Regions from separate parts of the Zea mays genome. Here region 2 is linked to region 1. The links are chromatin contacts, called in public Hi-C maps. All regions are on one chromosome and are shown on one strand. Each heading gives the region's core, a stretch centred on a gene start, on an enhancer-like site or on the middle of the called end of the contact. The rest is flanking DNA. Distances are from core to core; before and after follow the strand shown. Region 1 holds the start of LOC100191808. Region 2 holds the start of LOC100191266.

Evidence for each region. Hi-C and Micro-C count contacts between places; a contact is called where the count stands out from the background.
Region 2: a Hi-C map of leaf shows a contact between it and region 1, with 4 times the contacts expected there. The contact joins the promoter of LOC100191266 here to the promoter of LOC100191808 in region 1. A contact is called at or near these places in 3 of 25 Hi-C or Micro-C datasets (ear, leaf and tassel).

What each region holds. Positions count from the first base shown.
Region 1 is chr3:157,502,683-157,508,132 of Zm-B73-REFERENCE-NAM-5.0, reverse strand. LOC100191808 reads right to left here and starts at 3,853. Exons shown (of 3, transcript NM_001153668.2): 1 at 3,589-3,853; 2 at 3,282-3,357; 3 at 1,639-3,003. The coding sequence starts at 3,618. The coding sequence ends at 2,036.
Region 2 is chr3:157,722,667-157,728,914 of Zm-B73-REFERENCE-NAM-5.0, reverse strand. LOC100191266 reads left to right here and starts at 4,528. Exons shown (of 5, transcript NM_001136700.2): 1 at 4,528-4,799; 2 at 5,142-5,521; 3 at 5,883-5,978. The coding sequence starts at 4,685.

The DNA.
Region 1 (5,450 bases), core at 2,604-5,103:
GTGCTGTGAGTTGGAAAGCTCGTTTATAGGATACTGTTGCTTTGTCTACCACAGAAGCTGAGTATATGGCAATTGCAGAAGTTACTAAGAAGCCTTATGGTTGAAAGATATATATTTAGAGCTATGTGGAATTAAGTCTTGCATTACCATCTATTGTGATAGTCAGAGTGCTATTCATCTCACCAAATATCAGATGATTACTGAGAAATCCAAACATATTGATATCCGTTATCACTTCGTTCGTGATATCATTGAAAAAGGGTTGGTGAAGCTATGCAAGATCAGTACTCATAATAATCCTGCTGATATGATGACAAAGCATGTTTCTGTTGCTAAGTTTGAGCTATGCTCAAACTTAGTTGGTATTATAAATTAGCCTTAGTGGCTGTTGGCGCCGGCAAGATGATGATGCATTTTGTTTAAGGTGGAGTTTGCTATTATGATGCTACAAGGAAATTGTCTCAAGGTGGAGTTTGTTGAGTTTGTGATCCAAATTATGAAGAAGGCGGCCAAGTTGGCGAGCGAAGCAGAGGCCCGTCGCCGGGAGGCTTGGGGGTGCGGGGGCGGAGTCCCCCGCGGTACGGATCGTTTCCCTACTCGTTTTAGGGTTTCACCTCTATAAATATCTATGTAAGCCGCAGGAGATAATTATCTCAATTGTAAATCTCTTGCGATCTGTAACCACCCGAAAATAGTGAGAAGTTGCTGGTCGGCGCCCGTGGTTTTTTCCCCTTCACTTTAGAGGGGTTTTCTACGTTAAATCTGTGTCTTCTCTGTGATTGATCCCATTTGTGTCGTATTCATTTATAACAGAAACCACCGAGAAAGTCATTTAAGGCCATGTTCGTTTATACAGGAATACACCAGAAATTATTTTAACTAATTAATACTTATATAAGTTAGATAAATAATTTGGATAAGAATTGTTCTAGAGCTCCATTCGGTAATAACCGAACGGCCCCTAATAAGGGATGTAAAATGAAACTGTCGTCCAGCTGACTCGGTGTGCTCGAACCTGATAGCGGTCTGTGGATCCGTTTCGCTGTGTGGTGGCTGGTTCAATCAAACGCTCAGCTAGCTAGTTCAGTTGGACCGTATGTTATTCTCATTAATTCATCACCTTATGTTACTATCGGCCTGATTGGTTATTCGCATTGTCTCATTTTGGATCATTGTATATATTGACTTTATTTGAAATTATATTTGGTTATTTGTATGTAGTAATCACGGTCTACATGAGTGAATGCAAAATAAACTATTTTAATGCTATTAACCCGTATTCACTCATACGCTCAAAATTATTGTATCGTACGATGTCAGCATGCGCATAGGTGCGCAGCCATCGTTATATATATATATATATATATATATATATATATATATATATATATATATATATATATATATATATATATATATATATATATATATATATATATATATATATATGATCATATCGACGGAGAGAAAAATAGTAAGCCATATTCTATATTTTTGACAACTTCATAAAATAAATAATTATGGTTATAACACACACATGCTACTCATGAAATACTCCTGCTCAATTTAGTTAACCAACCTCCTGAATGATTGACACATAGCTAGCTCCTTTTCAGGTGCAAGATTCACACGGAAACAGAACAGCTCGATCGTGTCTTTGCTCATGTTCTGTGTACATACAAAGTTCTTACATGAATGAAGAAGTTGAAGAGATTGGAAGTCCCCATTTTGACCATGTCATACATTACAAAATTTGCTGTGATGAACACCAGAGCTGTTCATTCAGATCCTCACATTCTCCTCTATCTATCACGGTTGGTACATGCATCAAGCATTCAAGCTCAGAGCTCTCAACTTATTCAGCGCCATCAAGACTGAACAGTGCTTTTAATACATCTCCTTACTCGTACTTAATTACTGGTTCTAAAATATACTAACACACACAAATATATATATATATATATAGAGAGAGTCGCTTGATTAATAAGGAACTGTAAGTAAACTAGCTACTTCCATGTTTGCATGCATCCTCCCTTCACATGACGGTGCAAGAATTGGCGTTCTCGTCGTTGAACATGTCGCCGTAGCCCTCCCGCGGCGGCGAGAAGGCGCTCCTCTGCGGCGGCGCGCTGTAGTAGTAATCCTCGGACGAAGAAGCCGGCTGGTACTGGTACTGGTAGCTATACGGCGCCGGCTGCGGAGCGCTGTAGTAGTACGGCTCGTACGCCGGCGACCGGTTGGAGGAGTAGTAGTTGTTGCTACTGCTGCTGTAAGACGGCGTGTAGTGCTCGTCGATGTAGCCCTGCGACGGCCCGGGCCTCCCCATCGGCATCGGCGCCGGCGCCGGAGCCGGGGCGGGGGCGTAGTAGGACGCGCTCACGCTCGGGCGCACCTGGTTGTAGCTCATGACTGCCGGCGGCGGCATGCGGCTCACGTAGCCCCCACCGACGCCTCGGTGGTCGTACTCCACAGTCACTCTGGCGTCCACGGGCTGCCTCTCCTCCATCTCCGCCGTATGCTGCTTCGATTTCGCTTTCCCCTTCGCCTCGCTGGGTCCTTGCTGCGCCGGTGCCGGTGCCGCGGCCGTATCGTCGCCGCCGCCGACGTCGTCGGCGCTGGCGTTTTCTTTGCTGTCCTGGGCCGCCGGATTCGGGGCCTCTCCTCCGCCGGCGCTCGGCTTGGGCTCCGGCGGCGAAGGTAGCGGGTTGCTCGGCTCCGCCGCGGCGGCCTCGGCCGTGTCGGCGGCGGCGCCGCGCTCCTCGGCAGGTTCGCTGGGTCGGCCCGGCTCCGCAGGCTGGTTGTTCTTGGGCTCCTCCTGCCTTTGGCTCTCAGCTGGTGGTACTGGTGCCGGCTGCTCCTGCTGCTGCACCGGCTGCTCCGGCCACAGCTCCGCCTGCTTGCCGGACTTGCGCAGCTTGGCGACCAGCATGTAGGGGTCGAGCTCCGTCGAGACCGTCGCCACGACCTTGTTGCTCCGGGCATCGATTTCGCATCGGTACACGCCTTGAACAGGATCAAAAACAACACAAACTCAGCACCTTCACCCGATCAAACTGTCCCAGAGACTTGCCATCGACTTTGTTTCGTTATTTTACCGATTAGAAAAAAAACAAGAACGAGGCCGGCAATTGCTTGCAAAAAAAAAAAGGCATGTACTAGTGCTGAGTAGGTGCTGCAATCGAAGGCAAGGAGCTGTGTAAGCAAGGCCTTGGACAATGCCAAGCTACGACGTGTGGGTGGTAAACTGAAAGACCCGCTAGCTAAGAGCGTGCGACGCGTACCGCTGATGTTCTGGAGCACCTTCTTCACCTTCTTCTTGCATCCTTGGCAGTGAATCGACACCCTCAGCGCCACAACCTGAATTAAAACAGGACACACAGTCACAGACGGATCGCTGAGAAGAAGAAGAATCAAACAGAAAGAAGAAGAAGATGAAGAAAATAAAAACAGTGGCTGGACCGCTGGAACAGGAATCAGACAAGCTGAAGAAGAAGACCAATTGCGCGCTCTGCAAACATGTACCAGAACTGGAACTCGATCGGGTCCAGGGAAAGAGATTAAAGAGAGAAGAGGAGAGAACATTGGTACCTGGCACTCTATAGGCTCTGATGAGGCCATGAGAGCGAGGCGAGGAAGGTGCTCGCAGGAGGAGGAGGGGAAAGTCAAGTGCGCCCCTCCTGGACCTGGAGTCGTCGTGAACTGATCGGAAGCGCGGAGGGAGAGAGCTTTATACCCCGCACTAGTTTAGTAGTGATAACAACGAGTGAAAGGAATCGAAGCAACCGCCATATATACGGAGAACGAACGAATAGTGCTGAGCTGAGCTGCTGAACACCTTTGGTGGCTTTAACAAATGAATGGACGCACCACGCTCTTGGAGAGGCTGGCTGGCTGGCTTTGGGAGGAGGTAAAGATGGCCGTGAAAGTGAGACCAAGCGTATGGAGGTGGACATCCATGCATGGTTCACTAGTGCTAGTCCTAGTCGTCTTCTTCTTCCTTTCTTTCTTTCGGAGCTCATCATGAGCTGTACTACAACACTGTGTAGTCATGATGCCAACTAAAGCGGCTTTTTCTTTCTTTCTTTTTGCACTTTTGCTAATTGTTGTTGCTGTCTTGCTCAACTGAGCTACAACTAAAGAGATTTTTCCTGCTGTGCCGCTCTTCACCTTCCTTCTCCTCCTCCTCCTCCTCCTAGCTCCTCCTGTTTTCTTTTCCGTGAGACCCAGCAGGAGGCGTCATTGGGCAACAATTTAGATCCGTGCAGCACGTGGATTTGGATTCTTCATCTGGAGATTTAGTTGTGCTGGTATGTGTAGGTCTTTGGTTTGGACTTTGGCATGGCACCATACAAAAACCGCTAGCTAGCCATATTATATGCTCTCTCTCTCTTGTCGACGCATGCATGCTCTTGCCTTGGAACCATAGAATTATATAACCAAAAGAAAGGAAACAAAAATATATACGAGGCGTGCTTTTAGTAACACAAAGCCTTTTTCTTCATAACGTAGTAGTACGTTTTTCACTTGTGAATGGAAACAAGCAAAAGCGAAGCAAGGCAGGCAGCAGCAACTCGATCGCTGACGAAGGAGATGACGGCGATGAAAAAAAAAATACAACGACGACGAAACACAAGATGACAAAGAGGAGGAAGACGACTACAAACAAAGTGTCATTCTATTTGTTCCCTCCCCTCCCCTCCCATGGTCAGCAGGATTATTACGACAACCCCTCCCATGCAATCATGCATGCATGGGCCATGATGATGGCTAGCTTCTTCACTGCAGCTCTCATGCAATGCAACCGAGGGTACGGTTAGTGGTGGCCGGCCTCCACCTCCGTCGTCACGCCAGTCGCCGGCCGCCCGCGAAACACCAGAGGAAAGATTGGCCACTGCATGCAACGCGATGCAAGTGCATCTTGTTAAGCTGTTATGGGTTTCGTTTGCCCGCCCGCCGTGCGTGCAGAGGAAGAGTTTGTTCCGCTGCTGCCTCGTCACAAAGCGCCTCGTGTGGTGTGGTGTGGTGTGGTGTGGCGTGGCGTGGCGTGGTGTCGCGCTTTCTTCAGTTTCCCATGGAGAAGAAAGCATCGATTCCACGTCCCGGCCCGGGAGGAAGAAGCCTTTTTAATTTTCGACGACGCACCGTATTTGCAAAAGGTGAGTTCTGGAGTGATCTGGAATTCGTTTTTGTGTGTTTGCAGGGACGTGGGAGGAGACCTAGCTAAAATATGGCTGCCTTTATTTGGTTATGGATGCCATTTTTTCAAAAAAAAAAAGAAGTGTGCTTATTATTTGGTCGGCCAAACAGAAAGATACTGTTAGGCGATCACACACTCGTAAGTAGAAATGACAACGGGAAATTTCATGTCGTAGAATAGCTCTCTATCTCGTTTTTATGATGAAAAAGATTTTCTCATGGAGCTTCCCACCACGAACTATTATGGGGGATAT
Region 2 (6,248 bases), core at 3,279-5,778, 220 kb before region 1:
TTCACCCTCATCACCTTTTGAGTGGGATGATCAGGGACTCCCTGGTTTAGGGGAGGGCCTAAGGTGATGGCTCAACCGGGTTAGGTGTGAGCAGAAGGATTGTCCCCTCATATAAGGACCGGTTTGTCATCCTTCACTACCAGTACTCATGACAAGTACAACCACTCGAGACTGTATGGGCAGTCACTCAATCTAAACTCGTACGGTCTGAACCCCAGGGTTATGATGGCTAGGGAGCACCGAGAGGATAAGGAGGGGGAATGTTTTGTCCGGTTTGGACATGGCGGTGGCCTGACTCCTTCTGGTATAACCGTTAAGGTAAGGACGTGCGAGGAAAGAAAGAGATTCGGATTTGGGTCTCATTGCCCATGAGATCGCAGAGCCGTACTAGTGGGTAAAGTGTACCCCTCTACGCAGAGTTTCAAACCTATTCGAATAGTCTGTGTCCACTGGTATGGACGAGTCTGGTGTGGTATGACAATTAGTGTTTAAAACCTTCGCGAACCAGGAAATGTGTGAGTGGGTGTGTTTTTTTGGAAATGAAAACAATGCCATGGGAGCAGGAAGCTCAGTGGTGGTTGAGTGTGAAAATGTGCTACTTCCATCTCTGGGGAAAACCATCAAAGAGTTGCCTTTTTCTGAAAAAGAAGAGTGACTTCAACTCCACCATACAAAGCATGTATTATATAGGTCCCTTTCTCTTTACGGGCGGGATGGGCTTGCGAAATACCTAGTGTATTCACCCAGATTTATATATGTTTTTCAGCAGCTGAAGACTTCTTTTCTGCTATGCTCGACTAGAAGGGGGCTGTGTCTGCACCCAGTTCTGCCTGTGGCTTGGGCTAGTTTATCTTCCACTGCACTTTGTTTTTCAGGCTCTCTTGCGCTTGTACCCTAGTATTGTAATAACTTTTAATTCGAACTCTATACTATTTGAAGTAAGGAATGTGGTTACTAGCCTCCTGGGACTAGTAATTGTATCACATTTGAGTCCCAGAGGATTGGGGCGCTTCAGCGGAGCTCGATAGCACCGAGAGCTTCGGCTAAATGACGTTGGTAGAGTTTGATTGGACAGACCCGGGAGCTTCACGAGAGTATGGGGGTGCTACTCGTGTAAGGAATCGAATGGCGGTGTACAGGGTGGCCCTGACCACATTCAATGGTGGAGCTTATCTACCCTGACGAGCGATGGCAGCAGCCCTGGCATGGTAGCGAGCTCGGGGAGGGGTCGACAAGCTTCACTAAGGTGCTAGGAGTGTGAAGGTGTCCTTGGTCGGAGCTAGGGTGGTGTATGGAGCTCTGTCCACGACGACCGGGCTTCGAGAGAATGGCGAGTGGTGGAGCCCACGGCTCAGGAAAAATTCTGGTGAGGCAAGGCTTGGGCAGGGTTTAGGGACACGTGGGGAGTGTGACCGAGGGACGGGGCTATTCTTATAGGCTCGGCGTGGCTTGGACATGGTGGTGGCCGACTCGACGCTTGGGGGCGCGCGCGGCACATGGGTGGCCACGCACTGGCGTGTCAGCCTATGTCGAACACGTGGTCGGGTTTCGTGAGCCCATTTTCTTGCGTGTATAGTCACAAATCCGTGGCCAATCTTGCTAAGATTTTTGTACATGGCACCTTCTCCTCTCCCTAAGCTAACTCTTTTGTATGGAGGTTATGAGATTTGGTCCACTGGGTTGTGAGATATGGGAGGCGAAAAGTCGGTCTGTGTCACAGCCACAATCCGAGGTAAAACTTGTGTCCTATCATGTCAAACATTTTGGCTTTGAGTTCAATTTTTTCAAGGGCATGCCTAGAGTAGTTTGGTGCCCCTTAGTTAATTGGAGCATATGGTTTTGAGTTTTGGAACTAAATGAACATGTAGGGTTTAGTTAGGGGTTGAATTTTTAATTAAAGAAAAACTTGATTTTCCTCCCCCTTCTCACTCATGTTTGATATGTTGAGGGGTGTTGCCTAACCTTTTTGGGGCATCACCATTAATAATTTGTAGGTTAATTAGTGAGCTTCAACTTTTATTAATGGTCCCATTCATGATTAAGGAATTTGATAGGTTTCCATGATCACCTTTGCTTGATGCTTTCTTTTGGTTTTAAGGGTTGGACTTAGGGTTTGATCACTTGCCCTTCTTGGAGTGGTGTGGTAAGGCTAAGGTAGACCCTTTAGGATGTTTATCACTTAATTATAACCTTGATTCATAAGCATGGTGACCTTTGCCCATAATAATTCACATGTGATAATAGGTTTAAGAGTAGGTGTTGAGTAAAACCCTAGAGCTAACACCTGAGGTGTTACATAAACCTTCCACCAGAGTCCTCTAATAAGTTTAGGAAGATTTGAGGGTCGTCCCCTTGTGGTCGTGATAAACACTATGGTTGTGACTTGATGGCATGCAACTTCTTCACTACTAACAATGCCTCCATTTGACTAGAGGAGATGGTGATAATACTATTGGGTCATGGCATCTTGTCAGGGATAAGAACCTCGTTCACTACAGCACATCGGTCAGCGAGAGAAGAAAGGAAACGTCTGCCCTGGAAGCACCCGCCCCTAGATGAACCCCACGACACCGAGCTCGGGGTCAGGCATGGCGAAGCTAAACAGGGGCCTAGTGAACCGAAGGGAAATCACTCGAGTGGATCCCTCACCCGGTCCAAGACCGACCCGCCATAAGTGACTAGCCACATTAACTACGCCGGCGCCAAGCCACGATGAAGCGTTGTTCCGCCACCCACTCATGGCCTATGAGCCCCTTGGGTTGCAGCGCACTCATAACCTACGAATCCCTCAAATTGTGATGAATTTATGGCCCACACGCCCCCAGCCTGCGACTTATTCATGACCTATCGGGACTATGCCTGAGTGCGCAGACTGCCTCCAGGGCACAACAAGACAAGTCGCGCAGAGGCTCAGGCTATGAAGGCCAGGGGTCGACATAGATCGAATGATGGTGCTCGGGCCCCACACTGCTCACATTGTTCGCTATAAAGAACATGAGACAAACAGGCGACCCCGAGGCTCACAGACGCATGTAGTTTTACCGAGGTAGGATGCTCGGTTTTACCATGGCCCGATGACTCCTTATTGAGGAAGCCACCACTAGCCGACCCCCTCATCAGCCTATTAAATGAGGAGGTCCGCCCCGTCACACCTGATTTTAAAGGAAAAACCGAATGCATAGCATATGTATGCCAGGAACTATTTCCACACATATGTTGACGTCACAAGTTTAATATATCAAAGGAACAATGCATGACAGTGTAAATAAAGATTATAATAACATATTACACTCGAATCTGAAAGGGAAATAGACTTAAACATTTCCTATAATCGTTTTTGGTGTTTGACGTCCATCACAAACCACGTGGACTAACTAGTTTGCCTAGTTGATCATTTCTCAGGTGCATAAGTTTATCTACAACTATTCTAAGTCGACTGTTCGGAATACCGTAGATTATTCCGGACATGAGAAGATTTTTTTGAAAAATACCTATGCGCGGACCGTCCGGCCCCTTGCGTATGACCGTACGCGACACCAGGGTGAGCCTCGGGCAGGAACACTGCAAAAACACAAGTTAACACTGCGGGCCGTCCAAAGGAGAAGCAAGCACCGTCCGAGACCAAGCGCGGACCGTCTGGCATCAGGCGCGGACCGTCTGATCGTTTAAAACTAGAAAAACCCGAGAATTGACGGGTTCGGTAAAATGCATTTTTAGCGTCCACGTGGACCATCCGGGGTGCACGACCGGACCGTCTACGACTGCTTTATCCGACATCTGACGACGCATTAAATGCTGTATATCCGTTGATATAGCCGTTACTGCTGACCGTTGCGATTTTAGCCGTTGATGTGCAGGGGCGGACCGTCCAGACCAGGAGCGCGGACCGTCCGCGCTCAACAGAATTGGAGCAACAGCTATGAAGTGGTTGGCGGCTATAAATACAACCCCAACCACCTCCATTCAACACATCCAAGCACTCCACTCATTCACATTCAATACAAGAGCTAGCAATTCAATCCAATACACACTCAAAGCTTCCAATCTCTCCAAGTCCCATAATTAAGACAAGTGATCATTAGTGCTTAGTGAATTGAGATAGTGTGATCCGTGTGTTATTTGTCACTCTTGTTGTTTGGTTTAATGTGTTTTCTAGGTGATCAAGTAAAATTTTCACATAGGTACACCTACCCTTTTTTAAGTTTTAAGCATCATACCCACGGTTAAGGTGGTAAGGCGAGGTAAAGCGGTCGACTTCCTTTTTAACTTTTAAGCGGTAAGGCGAGGTACTAGCATGTAAATATAGAAATATATAGGAATATAATCTTAAATAGGTTTATTGATTTAATAGAGAAGTAAAAAAAAAGAAAAAAAGAAAACAGTTAAGATTAAGGTTATATGGGCCACCAGTTTCCCGGTCCATGCTAAACTCACCCTGCAGCCGCCACCTCATGAACTCACCCTGCAGCACCCTCAGGCCTCACCGCCTCAGCTGCCACCCTCACCCTGCATCCGAGAGAGAGAGAGGAGAGTTGCCGCCGGAGGGAGGAGGTCGCCGCGGAGGGGAGGGGCTCGCCGGTAGGGGACATCGCCGGCGCCTGGAGAGCTCGTGGAGGGGACAGCCACCGTCACCGCCAGGAGACAAGCGCCGCCGCCGCTAGGAATCAGGAGACAAGCGAGCGCGATGGTGAGCTCCGCACTGAGGCGCTGTCTCCCCTGCCATGCCTCTCTCTGTCATGCCTTCCCTCCCCATCCGCTGCTGGCCGCTGCCGGCGTCTTCCGTCGTTCATTCCAGTCCGGTGAGCATCCAACCCTCTTCTGTTCCTGTTCCTTCCTGGCCTCCCATGAGTGGTATCTCTTGAAACAAAAGATACCACACATGGGAGGTACTCGTGCTGTGTGATGCCCATAGTTGTTATACTTGCGTACCTTTCCCTAAAGTTGGTTATAACAGTAAGTTGAATTGAATGACCCTGGACATCTAGATCTGATGTGAATTTTGTCTAGCTTTCTCGAGCTAAAGACCATCATTTCCTTATACTTCTGGTGTAATAATGCTTTAAGAGTGAAGAATTGACTCTTGAATAGTCTCAATCAAGCCGATTTTGATATGCCTTTCTGGTTTGACTGTTTCTGTGCAGGGGATGGTGAGACTATGGACGAATTCGAAGAACGGTTGTTTGGGGGCAAGGACACAGACAAAGGATCACTCTACGAGAAGCTCGATAGGGCTGAGAACACTGGTAGGAGATACAATTTTGGGTTGTCCAAGGGTGGTTTCACTAGGTTAAGTGACAGTAGCAGCTCTGGTTTCCCTGGGTTTCCTGCATCTAGCGACAGGAGCAGTTCAGGATGGATGGATGGTTATGATTCTTTTAATGATGGCTTAAATGATACAATTGCTAATGCGGCACGCAACATCCAAATGGAGGAGGACGAGGACGTCGACGGTGACTGGGAAGATGACTTTGAGTTCAGGCCTGATGTTCGGTTTAGGCGAGGTTCAACGTATTCTGTTCGGGTAAGCAGTAGTTTGGTTTGTCAATAAATAGACAAAATTATCCGAGTTGTCTAAAATCTTTTGCAACCTATATGTTTTTGTTATCTACTTATCTTGTGCAAGCATTCATGAATTAGTGTATAAGTGTGTGGGCTAGAAATGTCTGCTATGCTAAAATCACAGTAAAAATCGTGTGTTTTACTATCAGATATTTGTTAACAAAATGAGAATTTCATTTCAAATACGCGGAAATACTCTTTATAATACCAATATACCATGTGTACTTTACAAATTTCTTTCTTCATTTATTAGTTTATTTGCTGATCTGCCCATGTGTGGTTGCTATTATAATGCCTTATTTCATTCAATCTGACAAGTGTAGGACCTTGACCTTAGAAAACCTGCAGCCGCAAAGAACCCTCCTAGACGACAGTTTGAAACAACTACAGCGGAGGTACTGAAGAAGGCTGATTTTAGGGTGAGTATGTCTGCCTGAACACAAGGAAAATTACTATGGTTGCTATTTTATATTGAAATTTGTATTTTGCTGTGGTCTATGGCTTTGTAAATTCTAGGGCTGCTAGGTAACAAAAAGTTCAGGAACACAAGGAGTCTATGCTGACCTCTTTTGTGCCACAAGTCTATGTTGATCTCAAAATCGTACTTTGTTTTTTTTTTAAATTAGAGGTCATAGCCTTGATGGCACCGCCCAAAATCCATTACAAATTTACTGTCAATATATGAATTT